2 separate regions of the Sus scrofa genome follow, and region 2 is linked to region 1. A link is a contact called in public HiChIP or PLAC-seq data. All regions are on one chromosome and are shown on one strand. The core of a region is the stretch at or near the end of the contact, and the rest is flanking DNA. Distances in the headings are between cores, read along the strand shown. Region 1 overlaps LRMDA (a long non-coding RNA gene). Region 2 overlaps LRMDA (a long non-coding RNA gene).

Evidence for each region. HiChIP or PLAC-seq counts read pairs in DNA pulled down with a chosen protein or histone mark.
Region 2: an H3K27ac HiChIP or PLAC-seq map of skeletal muscle shows a contact between it and region 1, with 6 times the contacts expected there. The contact joins two enhancer-like sites. A contact is called at or near these places in 2 of 47 Hi-C or Micro-C datasets (embryonic fibroblasts and skeletal muscle) and 1 of 2 datasets of contacts at active chromatin or transcription factors (skeletal muscle).

Annotation. Positions count from the first base shown.
Region 1 is chr14:78,602,237-78,608,060 of Sscrofa11.1, forward strand. The region is part of intron 5 of LRMDA (a long non-coding RNA gene); the gene reads left to right. Among named protein-coding and RNA genes, the nearest start is that of LRMDA, 650 kb to the left of the region's middle. Within about 2 kb of position 2,460, at least 4 of the 83 cell types and tissues checked have an H3K27ac peak or open chromatin away from gene starts, as enhancers often do. A contact at or near this core is called in skeletal muscle, where this site is marked.
Region 2 is chr14:78,811,753-78,817,442 of Sscrofa11.1, forward strand. The region is part of intron 5 of LRMDA (a long non-coding RNA gene); the gene reads left to right. Among named protein-coding and RNA genes, the nearest start is that of LRMDA, 860 kb to the left of the region's middle. Within about 2 kb of position 2,234, at least 14 of the 83 cell types and tissues checked have an H3K27ac peak or open chromatin away from gene starts, as enhancers often do. A contact at or near this core is called in skeletal muscle, where this site is marked.

The DNA of each region.
Region 1 (5,824 bases), core at 1,210-3,709:
TTGGAATGGGTTAGCCATGAGCTCCTGCTGTGTATCACTGGGAACTGTCTAGTCACTTATGATGGAGCATGATAATGTGAGAAAAAATAATGTACACGTGTGTGTAACTGGGTCACCATGCTGTACAGTAGGAAAAAAAATAACATTTTGGGGAAATTTAAAAAAAAAGAAAATTAAAAAAAAAGAAATAATATTATGTAGTGTACCTGGCAAGTAGTAGTGGGTTAATAAAAATTAGCGATTTTTAGCAAAGACATGGAAGCAATGTAAGTATCCATCAACAGATGAATGGATAATGAATATGTGGTATGTACACACACACACACACAAGAATATTACTCAGCCATAAATAATGAAATAATGCCATTTGCAGAACCATGGGTGGACCTAGAGAATATCATACTAAGTGAACTAAGATACAGAAAGACAAATATGATATCACCTATATGAGGAATCTAAAAACAATACAAATGCCAATACAGAAACAGACACAGAAAACAAACGGTGATTACTAAAGGGGAAAGATGGGCAGGAATAAATTAGGAATATGGGATTAGCAGATACAAACTACTATATATAAAATAGATAAACAACAGGGATTTACTGTATAACAGGGAATTACATTTAATATTTTGAAATTACTTACAGTGGAAAAGAATCTGAAAAAAATGTTACTGAATCACTTTGCTGTAACCTGAAACTAACACAATATTGTAAATCAGCTACACTTCCATAATATTTTTAAAAAAATTCATGTAAAAAAGTTATAGTTATTACCAGAATTATTAATTCTTAAATCTTTTCTGAAGACTAATAGCAAATCTATTCACTACAAACTAAAATGAACACAGAGGGGGCTTATTCAAGGTCATACAGCTCACAGCTATTAGCAGAGCTGGGCCTGGATCTGCTTCTCCCAGGTCCTGATTCAATGTAATTTTCATTACCCTGAACCAAGGATCCTTTTGCCTGTTTCATGATTAAAGGAACTTGGCAAAAGAGCTTTTTTGGTGTGCTGAATGGGCCACTTCATTGTGGCACTGTAGAGAGGGATATAAAGTGATTCAGAGGCCATGCAGTGCCACCGGGATTGTTGTGTCACTTGCGTTCTGCATCCTTGTTAATAACTTAGAAAAGGTTATAAAGTATATGCTAATTAAATCTGTATATTGCCCTAAATGTAGAGGTATTACAAGCTCCACCAATGACAGAGACGTGACATAAAGGGACCTGGAGCTGTCAGGCATATGGACAGGAAATCACTAAATGAGATTCAGCTGCAGTAAATGCATCCTAATACATCTGGGGACAAATAATCTGAAACACAGATATTCAATGGGAAGAAGATATTTGGAAAGCAGTAAATGCTGAAGGGGACCTGGGGGATAGTGGACAGCAAATTAGATATGGGTTTTCATTGTGTTAGGCCAACAGAAATTGGTAATGCAATCTTGCACTGTATTTTCCACAGTCCCCTGGAGCAGCTGGGAGGAGAGAGCCTCTTTTGCTAGCCAAGAACAAGTCTGCTCGCCCCATGCTTGCTCTCCTGAAGACTAGTCTTATTGGGATGGGGGTGGATGGATGCAGGCAGGGTCCACTTTATTGCCCTGTGACTCCCACCCCACAGAGGTTGTGACAATTTCCTTTCTCTTTGCTCCACCCCTACCCTGTCTCCTTGGAGACCAGCTCTCCATCCTGGTCCCATTACCACCATTTTATTGATGTGCTTTCTGGGGATGGCCAAGGTGGGACAGTCCTGCAGGGAGAGTCCCTCTGATCTGCAGGTGAGACTCAGCTCCTGGTGTACATTTGTATATAACCTAAACATCTGCCATCTTTCTTAGGATCCTGGCTCTCTCCCCTATTCTGCTAGGATTTCACCACAAAAGAGCTTGTCTTCAGATGAAGCAATGTTTGAGGAAACACAAACATCTGCCCCCAGCTGCTCTTCATACCTGGGTGTTGGGGGGGGCAATAACTGATTCTGTCGACCCCTTACACCTCCTCCTTCTCCATCCTTCCCACCCCCCACTTTTTAGTCTTTTCAAAGACTGCCCTTGACCTGTATTAAGCTGAACTTCCCTCCTGGAACCAGTAAGTGCTTATTCCAGTTTTCTTCTAGCCCCCACCCCCACCTAATTATCTCAGGGAGGCCAAGGCCTGCCTGAGTTCAGAACACTTCACTGCTGGTGGGGCTGTTCAGCGGGGTAAGTTTAACCCACAAAGGTCCTTCCAAACCTTTGTAAAAGCATCCTGCCCTTGCCAACCCATACTTTCTACCTTTCCTTTTCTAGAGATCCTCACCTTTCAGAAAATCCTCCAGGGGTTGCTTGGCAGACACTATGTTAGGGGGGCTGGTAGAAAGCAGTAAAAGTCTGAAAGCTCTTTGCAAGGCTGGGAAACTTCTTACTGCTTGTTTGTTCAACAAACCCTGGCTTCCTCCACTCAGGATGTGCTTCATCTTACTCATCATCTGGGTTTGCATCAGGGTCATTTAGCTTCAGCCTGCCATAGTCACTCAACACTCATAAGTAAGTGCCCAAGTTTAAAGTTACTCCTTAAATATTTTTAACCATTCTATTCCATTCTGTGAGTATCCGTGAGTGCCTTCCGTGTGCCTACCACTCTGCTATGTCCTCAGGTGGTGAAGTGAGGGCCTTGGGGCTCTTCTCTCATGGAGGGGCTTGAATGAGAAAGGCATCACTATGGAAGAACTTGAACTTTTAGTCTGGTTGGTCATGGATATAAATGGATGGCAGCTGCCAGCCCAGAGATTTATGAGTGATGCTCCCAGCCAAAGGAAGTCAGGCACACATTGAAACTGCTGTGTACAGGGCATCTTAGTATATTTAGCAAATGAGATTGCAAACCACAGAAAAAAAGGCTGAGTGGGCGGAGAGGAAGAACATTCTCTGGCCAGAAACTTGCTGAACTCTGAAGGCCAGGGACTGGAGGCTTTGCAGAGGTGGGGAGAGATGTTCTCTGGCTTGTCCTAGACACATAAATCACCACGGAAAAGATATACCAAAGGCCAATTATATGGAGTGTTTTCTTGGAAAATCATCTCCTAGGCCCCGTAAATCATCCACAGCCTTGGCGGGCATTCAGATCTGCCTGGGGGGTGGGGTGGGTGATGTGCCAGTGCACCCCAGCGTCAGGTGGAGGAATTACAGAAGGATGCTCATGTGATCGCTAGTACCTGATGGGTTCACTCCTGTTATCTTCATCCAAGCAAGCAGTGTAGAGCAGAACCCTTTGCTGTACCCTAGGAATGTGAAGGGTGGGATGTGTAACTGGATTTTTTCCACTTACTTGCTCTGTGGCCTTCAAACCCTCCACAGAGTAAGATGAGGACTGGGTTATCTTCAGGGTTCCTAGAGGCTCTAACACTGATTGTATTGCCCTCATGTTTTTTATATTACTTCTGTGTAGGATAAGCATTTGCATCTCACACCCTATCCTGGTGATTGTCCCAAGGGAGGTAAAAATTCTATCTACCACTAAAAATCAGTCATATTGCATCCCTTTAGGGAAATGCGTGGGGACTCTCAAATCTAGATCATCAAACTACTGTAGGAAGAGCTGGAGACTTTCAGCCTGGAAATGAAAGAACTTAGAGGGATTCCAGGAGCACTGGGTTCAGTTTCTGAAGGGGCTTCAAGGGGAAGAGGCCATCAGGGTCTTCCATTCCACACCAGAGGTCAGAAACAGGACCAGTGAGCCCAAGATACAGGGGCTCAGACCCCAAAAAGGAGAGAGACCATCAACCAGTAACCATCATACCAGCGCTCAAGGAAACAGACTTTGATTTGCTCAGTGTTTGAAGGTGTGGAAAGAACTCTTTAACCATCAGAGCTGCCCAGTGTGGCATCAAAGCCTGCTGGAAAAGAGACTGATCCATCACTGCTGTAATCTCAGAGAAAAAAGTGACAGGGCTGCAGCAGAGAGAACATTCTCTTCTGCTCCTTCCAGAGCCTCTTTCTCTCTCTCTGCAATAGGAGGTGACTGGGTGACCAGAGGGAGGAGAGGTTCCCTTCCTTGAAGTACCTTCCTCTGCACAACAAAGCTTTGTTCCTCTGATTCAGGGTGGATTCATTTCTGTCTGAGTGTGTTCTGTTAAAATTAGTCTGCTCTTGGGAGCGATGGTATCTTCAGACTTTGGAGGTGGGATGTAATTGGTTTCCAGCCAGCAGAAAGTCCCCAAAGGGATGGAATATGAATTAGGACCTGACAGTGTCTGAATAAGAAGCCAGGAAGGAGGGAATGCAGGCCCTCTGAAGGGAAGTCTGGTGGGTACCCAGTTTATTTCCTAAGTGTTTATTTTGTTAACAGCCAATTAATTCCTTATGGGTCTGTTTTTAGTGAGTTTACACAATCCTTTTTGGGACTCTATTAGTCTTTTCTGCCTGTACCAACTCAGGGGGCAGTGAGTTTACAAAATCAATAAAATAATTCTCCTGTCATCTTAAAATCTCCTTCCCCACTCAAGTTTCAAGATTCTCATCCTCCTTCCCATATTCCAGGATAAAATGAACAAATGTTTTTATTTATCCTCATTGTGATTCTGTTGATTCTGATGCAGTCCTTTCTCAGTCTTCGACATTCTAGACAGAAGTCTTCTTCATTGTCCTCATTAGTCAGAAATGTTGATTCTTCTGTACCTGTGATTAATTCAGTAGGCACCAAAACTGTATTAAGTTTCTAGTCTCTAGAAGTCATCCAGTGAGAGGCCAAGACCAGAAGTGAAAAAGGTCCTTTCCTTGCCATTCTTTAGACAGGACTATAGTAGGACCAGTGAGAGGTAATGGGTGCAGTGATGTTTCCTGGCACGGAGAACGTGTACCGTAATTACTGGCTATTGCTCATGAAGTAGTTTTTAGCTCCCTCCTCTTAGGGGTGAAATCACCCAGCCTCTCTGAATTTCATTGACTCACCTATGATCCTATAGCTGGTAAATAGCAGGGCATGGGGAGTTCTGTCATAACTCAGCAGGAACAAACTCAACTAGTGTCCATGAGGATGTGGGCTCGATCCCTGGCCTCTCTCAGTGAGTTAAGGATCCAACGTTGCCGTGAGCTATGGTATAGGTCACAGATGCAGCTTGGATCTGGTATTGCTGTGGCTGTGGTGTAGGCCGGCAGCTATAGCTCCGATTCAACCTTTAGCCTGGGAACGTCCATATGCCACAAGTGCGCCCTAAAAGCCAATAAAATAAAGGAAGGAAGGAAGGAAGGAAGGAAAGCAAGCAGATCCTGGATCTGAATCCAAGTCTTACCCCAAAGTCTGCAGTCTTTCTATGGGGCAACACTTTCTTCCTTTATTCAACCATCAGTGGAAGGAAATACAGGGAAATATTTGGGCATTAAGAGGGAGTTGGAGAAGTTAAATGCACTAGTCAAAAATGAAGCAGACATTTTATAGTAAAACAAATAGGAAGATGAAGCAGGAAGTTTACCAGTGTCCTGGGATTCTCCACAGCCGCTCTGGGTGGGAATCTGAGCCCTTGGTATGCACGGTCAGAGTCTCAGCTCTGTCTGGCCCCTGCACATAAAATGGTAGAGTTGCCTCAGGGCTCCTGCTCAGTCATCCTTGTCTGTTATGTTTGGAGGCAAGAGCTCTGCATGAACCCATTAACTCGGGGATTTCGGCCAGAGCCTATTCCTTCCCCAACCACTGGGCAGGCGTGCTCCACTCAGCTTGGAGATGATCGGCTTTCCATATGCGCGGAACCACCGCAGCTTGCCTTCCCATCTTTCATCACCTAAATGAGGGCAGTTATTGTTTAAGAGTAGAAAACAGGGAACATAATGATGAATAAATTATA
Region 2 (5,690 bases), core at 984-3,483, 210 kb after region 1:
GCCTTCTCTTTATGGTCCTGCAGAGTGGACCATTTTCCTTGGGTTGCAATAAGTTAGGGAAGCTTTGCAGTGTATTCCTGGTTGCACCCAAGTTCCAGTGCAGACCTCGTTTGCTCTCCACCACCTGGTGGCTTCAGCATCTCCTGAAATCTAGGAGCCCTGTATTATCTTAAAACAAATCAGAACATTAGTGACACCCTATCTGCATTAGCTATCTATTGTATATTTTACTTCTTACCCTTCTGGTTCAAGCCTGGATGTTGCCAATAAATCGTGTGTTACCATTAAAGAGGCTATTCATCATGCTTCCTAATGTGATTAATCAAGATACACCACAGTACCCTTAAAATGAGATCATTTTGATAAATCATGTATGGCATGAAAAGACTTTATTCCTTTTAAGTGCAATTTAGACTGCAATTTTTTCCCTCATTTATGATTCATGGGAGAAACATGGATAAAATTCCCTTGCACAGTTACACCTTATCTACAGCAATAACTCAAAACCGCTTTTAGATGAAAATTCAGGGTCTTATTCACCAAAGCTGAATGCCAGCTCATTATTTTCTGGCATTCAGTAGTCCAAAAATAATGTCTGCACATTAAACAACATTCTCAAAAAGTTGGAATTGGCCAGGTACCAGGCACATCAATTACACTCCATCATCCTTAATAAGGAAGAAATATCAGATGTCCTCTTGGAGTTTTTTGAATCAGTAATGCACAGCCTTCACCTTCTCAATTTAGAATGATTTGGAAGCAAAAATGGTAGTAACAAAAAAGTATGGGAATTTTAGCTGCTTTACATGAGTCTTTTCTCCTGCTGCGTAAGGCTCAAAGGAGGTATTTTTTTTCTCCTCCCATACGGTTCATGCTTTTTCCCCCATTCCCTTTTTCTTGTTTCACAAATGAAACTACCATTTTGTTAGGTCTGAGTTTTGTTTTAAGCTGCTCTATCTGTGATGCAGGCTTTCCCCTCACAGCTGTCACAATAATTTGGGAAGTCATATTCATAACCTCCAATAGAAAAAATAATTTGAAAATGTGCCTTCTGGTGAGATCCATCAAGTTTAAGGTCACATTTTTGGTTAAAAGTCAGACAGTGATGCTATTCATTAAACTGAAAAATGACTTGTTTTCCACTAATAGGGAAATAAACTCTGGATGAATGTTAAGTCATGCTGGCACGCACTTATATAGAAAGTAAAAGGAAACACAGATATATTTAATTTGGACATGTAAAGTCAACAGAGTTTTAGGTCTTTCTTGAGACAGGGAACCAGGAAGATTGGTTGAAACAAATGTGAATCATTAGAAGTTCATTTGCCTCCTTTAGAGGATGAGAGGATTTAAAGAAGGACTCAGTGTCGCTGTGTTTTTTCAAGCACTGTTACCTATGAATAAGAACATGTAATTTATTTCGCTGATGTTCTTAGGGATTTATTTTGGGCAGTGGATCAGAACCCTGTATTTGACTCTGTGCTCAAGTAACCCGAGAGTGCACATATCCTGTTCCTATCCACACCACACAACACATGCAAAAAAACTAAGTTTATCTGGGATCTTGTAATCATGCTAGTGTCCCTGTACGTTAATCAAATAGAAACTGACAACAAAGATTCCTTGCATATTATTCAACCATACTTTTATTTTTTCCAATATAAAGAGCGAATTAATAATATAAGAGCATTAATGCTATACTCGCCTTGTTTAGGTTTCCGTTTCCCATTTATGACTTTCTATTTTTGCTAAAAAAGATCTGTAAATTTAAAAAATATGCATGTATCTCATTAAAAAAGTTTCCCCATTCTAGCAACACTCAGCAAATCTCCAAAGAATGCAAGTGTAGAACATAAATATTTTAAGGCCTCATAAAATTGTCAGTGAATATTTTTTCCCCTTAATACCATGTTTGTTTCATTCCAGTTTACTACTGCAATTTTATTTTCCAAAGTGGCTTTTAATACAATACACAATTATTTCCAACAGGGTTGGGTAGGTCACCTCATTAAGCCTGAAAAGATCGGGCCTCTTGTGATCCTCAGGAATATCCTTGCCTTTATTCCTAATTAAAACGGCCCTCCTAAACTCTCTCAAGTTTATCAATATAAATAAGTAGCTAAGGGGGAAATAATCGCAGTTGGAAAGTTAGCGGGGCAAGGTGACCTGGTCACCAGACCCGAAGCAGCACTGTGTCTGCAGTGGTGCCCTGCCACCTGTTGGCTTTGCTGACACATAACAGGGAATTGATGTCCCTCTCAGCAGTGCCTTAACCCTCTCTGACCCCCGTCCCAGTTCATCACCCTGAGAGAAAAGAAGGGGCCGTTTGAGAATTCCAGGCCTCCTGATTTCCTCCATCATTCATGTCCTTGGCCACATGTTTCTTCTGCTAATACTCAAAATTTATGGCCGAGCACATTAAGGGCAGCACAAGTCCTTCCCTTCTTCTGGATTATTTCAGAGTTTCCTGTCAAAAGGAAATCCAAGAAGATGTGTCCTCAGCGGATTGTATGTGACAGTGCCTGCTTCTATCTCAGGAATCTGAGGCATGATGGATAAACTGTCACTTTTGAAGGATGATGTTTTCTCCATATTTCCATTATGAACCAGGCTGTCATCTCCTAATAAATTTCTTGCATTGGTATCAATTTATTTTTACAAGCAGAGGGTCTGATGTACTTGGGAAAGGCACTGACAGCAGAGCTGGCCCAGCTTGACAGAGCTGGCTCCACCTCATTTTGGAAAACTGCTTTGGTTCCAAGGACAGAACTTGACCTGCAGCCCTTGGGAATAAAAAAAAAAAAAAAAAAAAAAAAAAAAAAAAACTGTGAGAGGAAGAGAGACACATGAGGCCAAGTTCCTTCTTTTAAGCCAAAATAAATCAACCCTGTAGGACTACTATGACACAATATTATTTCTAACACAACCCTACAAACCCAGATGAGGAATGCCATATGTAGTTATTTACTAAAGATAGACCATCACAATAATGCAGGGAAACTGTGGATGGATTCAGATTATAGCTAGCCTGACAATTTCACTACTTTCACCCTCAGAAGGGATCTCAGCAGCGCTTTTCTGCATGACAAGTGAGGAGCAGAGCCCATCCGTGTAATGAATAATTTGATTACTCGTGGTGTGCAGGTCCCTGTTGTAACTACTATGAAGGGTAGGAGAAGCCATAAAACATTAGCCCTATCTCTTAAGAAACTTAAATCTAACTGAAGAGGTAAGATGCTATACAAAATTAAAGTAACTCATCATGAATATTTAATGAGCAATGCTAAGATCTTTGTCTCTTACCTCACTTAATCTTTGCCTTTAATGAGAAGGGAGGTGGTAAAGCATCATAATGGTTAAGGCAGTAGCCATTGGAGACAAACTGCCTAGATTTGTGGCTCAGCTCTGCTATGTGCTAGCAACCCAAGCACCTACCTAATTTCTCTGGGTCTTAGTTTTCCTCATCTGTAAAAGAGGAATAGAATTTAGCACTGCTTCACAGAAGTGTTGTAAAAAATTGTATAGATGAATATGTGGCCCATGTTTACAAAATAAGTACAAATACTCATTAGCAATTTTTTAAACAATATCATCATCATGACTATTATCATTACTATCTAACAGTGAAGGATGGTATGGCTTTAGGAGCTGATTACCCCAGGTCATACAGCTGGATGGAGCTTGGATCTAAGTCTCTTAAGGCATTAGGGAATAGGAAAGAGGGAAGTAGAGGGTGTCCAAGTTGTAAATAAGTTGAAGACAGAATCTTTGATGCTTAATTAGTTTTTTTTCTTACTATTCTTTTCTCCATAGCCCCAAATATACCTTAGATGTCATTTAATAAGGGTTTTATGTAGTGCTGTGCTGGAAATGTTTAACAAGCAGCTCTCTGGAAAAAAAATTTACCCATGTATGTGTATACATCAGCTTAGTGTAATTTTTATGTATATAAACTATGAGTAAACATATTGTTATCAAATAAAATTAAATGTATAATCCTTTTTGTTATAAATTCTATTCAACCAACTCATTTTCACTGAATTTTTTTTGTTTTTATAATTTTGGAACCTAAGGTTGCAATTGATGAGTAAGTGTAGTTCTGATATGAACATCAACTATATTCTTTTCTTACTGAATATTTCAAAACTTCACTCTTTTGTCAATGGCATGAGTAACTTCTTTACTGAATCAGATAATGTCTTTTGAATGTTCAAAGACTCTTTCCTCAAGAATTCTCCTGTAGTCCAGTGGGTTAAGGATCTGATGTTGTCACTGCAGCAGCTTGGGTTGCTGCTGAGGCTGAGGTCCAGTCCCTGGCCCAGGAACTTCCACATAATCTATGCATGGCCAAAAAAATATATTTTCCTCAACTTTTCAATGCTATTCACAATGCAATGGCTAGACACAACACAACTTTTAAATTTAATCTGCATAATTAACATTTCCCCATCATTTTCTTAAGTTTAAAAAATCAATAAGATAGTTAACCCAAAATTTGTAACGTTTGTAAATTTCCACTGTAATTATTCCCATCATGGCCAATGTAAGTTACCAAAGTAACATTACTGAAGAGCTGGGAAGAGATCTGAAGTAATACATTGTTGTATAGTATTTCTGCTATGTAGATATAATAGACATGAATAATTTCAAGAGCATAAATAATAGTAAAATTTTATAAAATAATTGGGAAGTGCTGAGTTTTTGTGTATATTATCTTTACTTTTAATATAATTTATCCAATTGCAAGTGTATGCAATTTAATTTTAAATAATGGCTATGTTTAACAGCATAAACATAGCATTCCTGAAAATTTAACCTTTGGTTTTTGTGAGCTGGTACAGTCTGATCACAGGCACCATTAGTTATGTCAAGCCTAAAGGGCCAAAGAGATCTGAAGTACTCCTATGTCTATGTTGAATAGTCAATTATTTATTCATAAATAAGTTAATGGTTTTATTTGCACACAAGACCACAAAACATGTTGTGTATTCATATGACTTTAATCACATCTGCAAATAAATACCTACCTTAGTATATGTACTAAACTCAGGCAAGTTTTCTTCACCAGGCAGCATCAAGTTCATTGTACAATGGTTGGAATTTAGGTTGTGAAATCCAGTCATGTTGGTTGGAATTCTAAATGCCCTGCATATTAGCTGGGAGCTCTTGGACAAGTTATTTAACCTCTCTAAATCTTGATTGCTTTATCTGTAAAATGATAGTGATTGTGGTACTCCTATTTTAAGGTTGTTGAAATAGTTAAATCAAAGGGTGTGCTTTAGGAGTTCTCTTGCGGTGCGGTGGGTCCAGGATCTGTTGTAGTCACTGCAGTGGCGTGGGTTGCTGCTGTGGGATGGGTTCAGTCCCTGGCCCAGGAACTTCCACATACCACAGGCACGGCTAAAAAAAAAAAAAAAAAAAAAAAAAAAAAAAAAAGAGTGTGCTTAAAACGCCTCCATGTGATTTATGCTCAAGAAATATGATACACACACAATCATGTGTGTACCCTCATTACTTGGAGGCTATAGTATATTACATTCCAATTACATTCTGTTTGAACATATGACACAAACTAAATTCTCAGCAAGGATTAATAATTAGCAGCGAAAGGTTAACTTTTGCTCCATCATATTTCTGTGGACAAAGGGGATTATTTGTTTATTAAAGATAGATATTCTGCCTTTAATTTT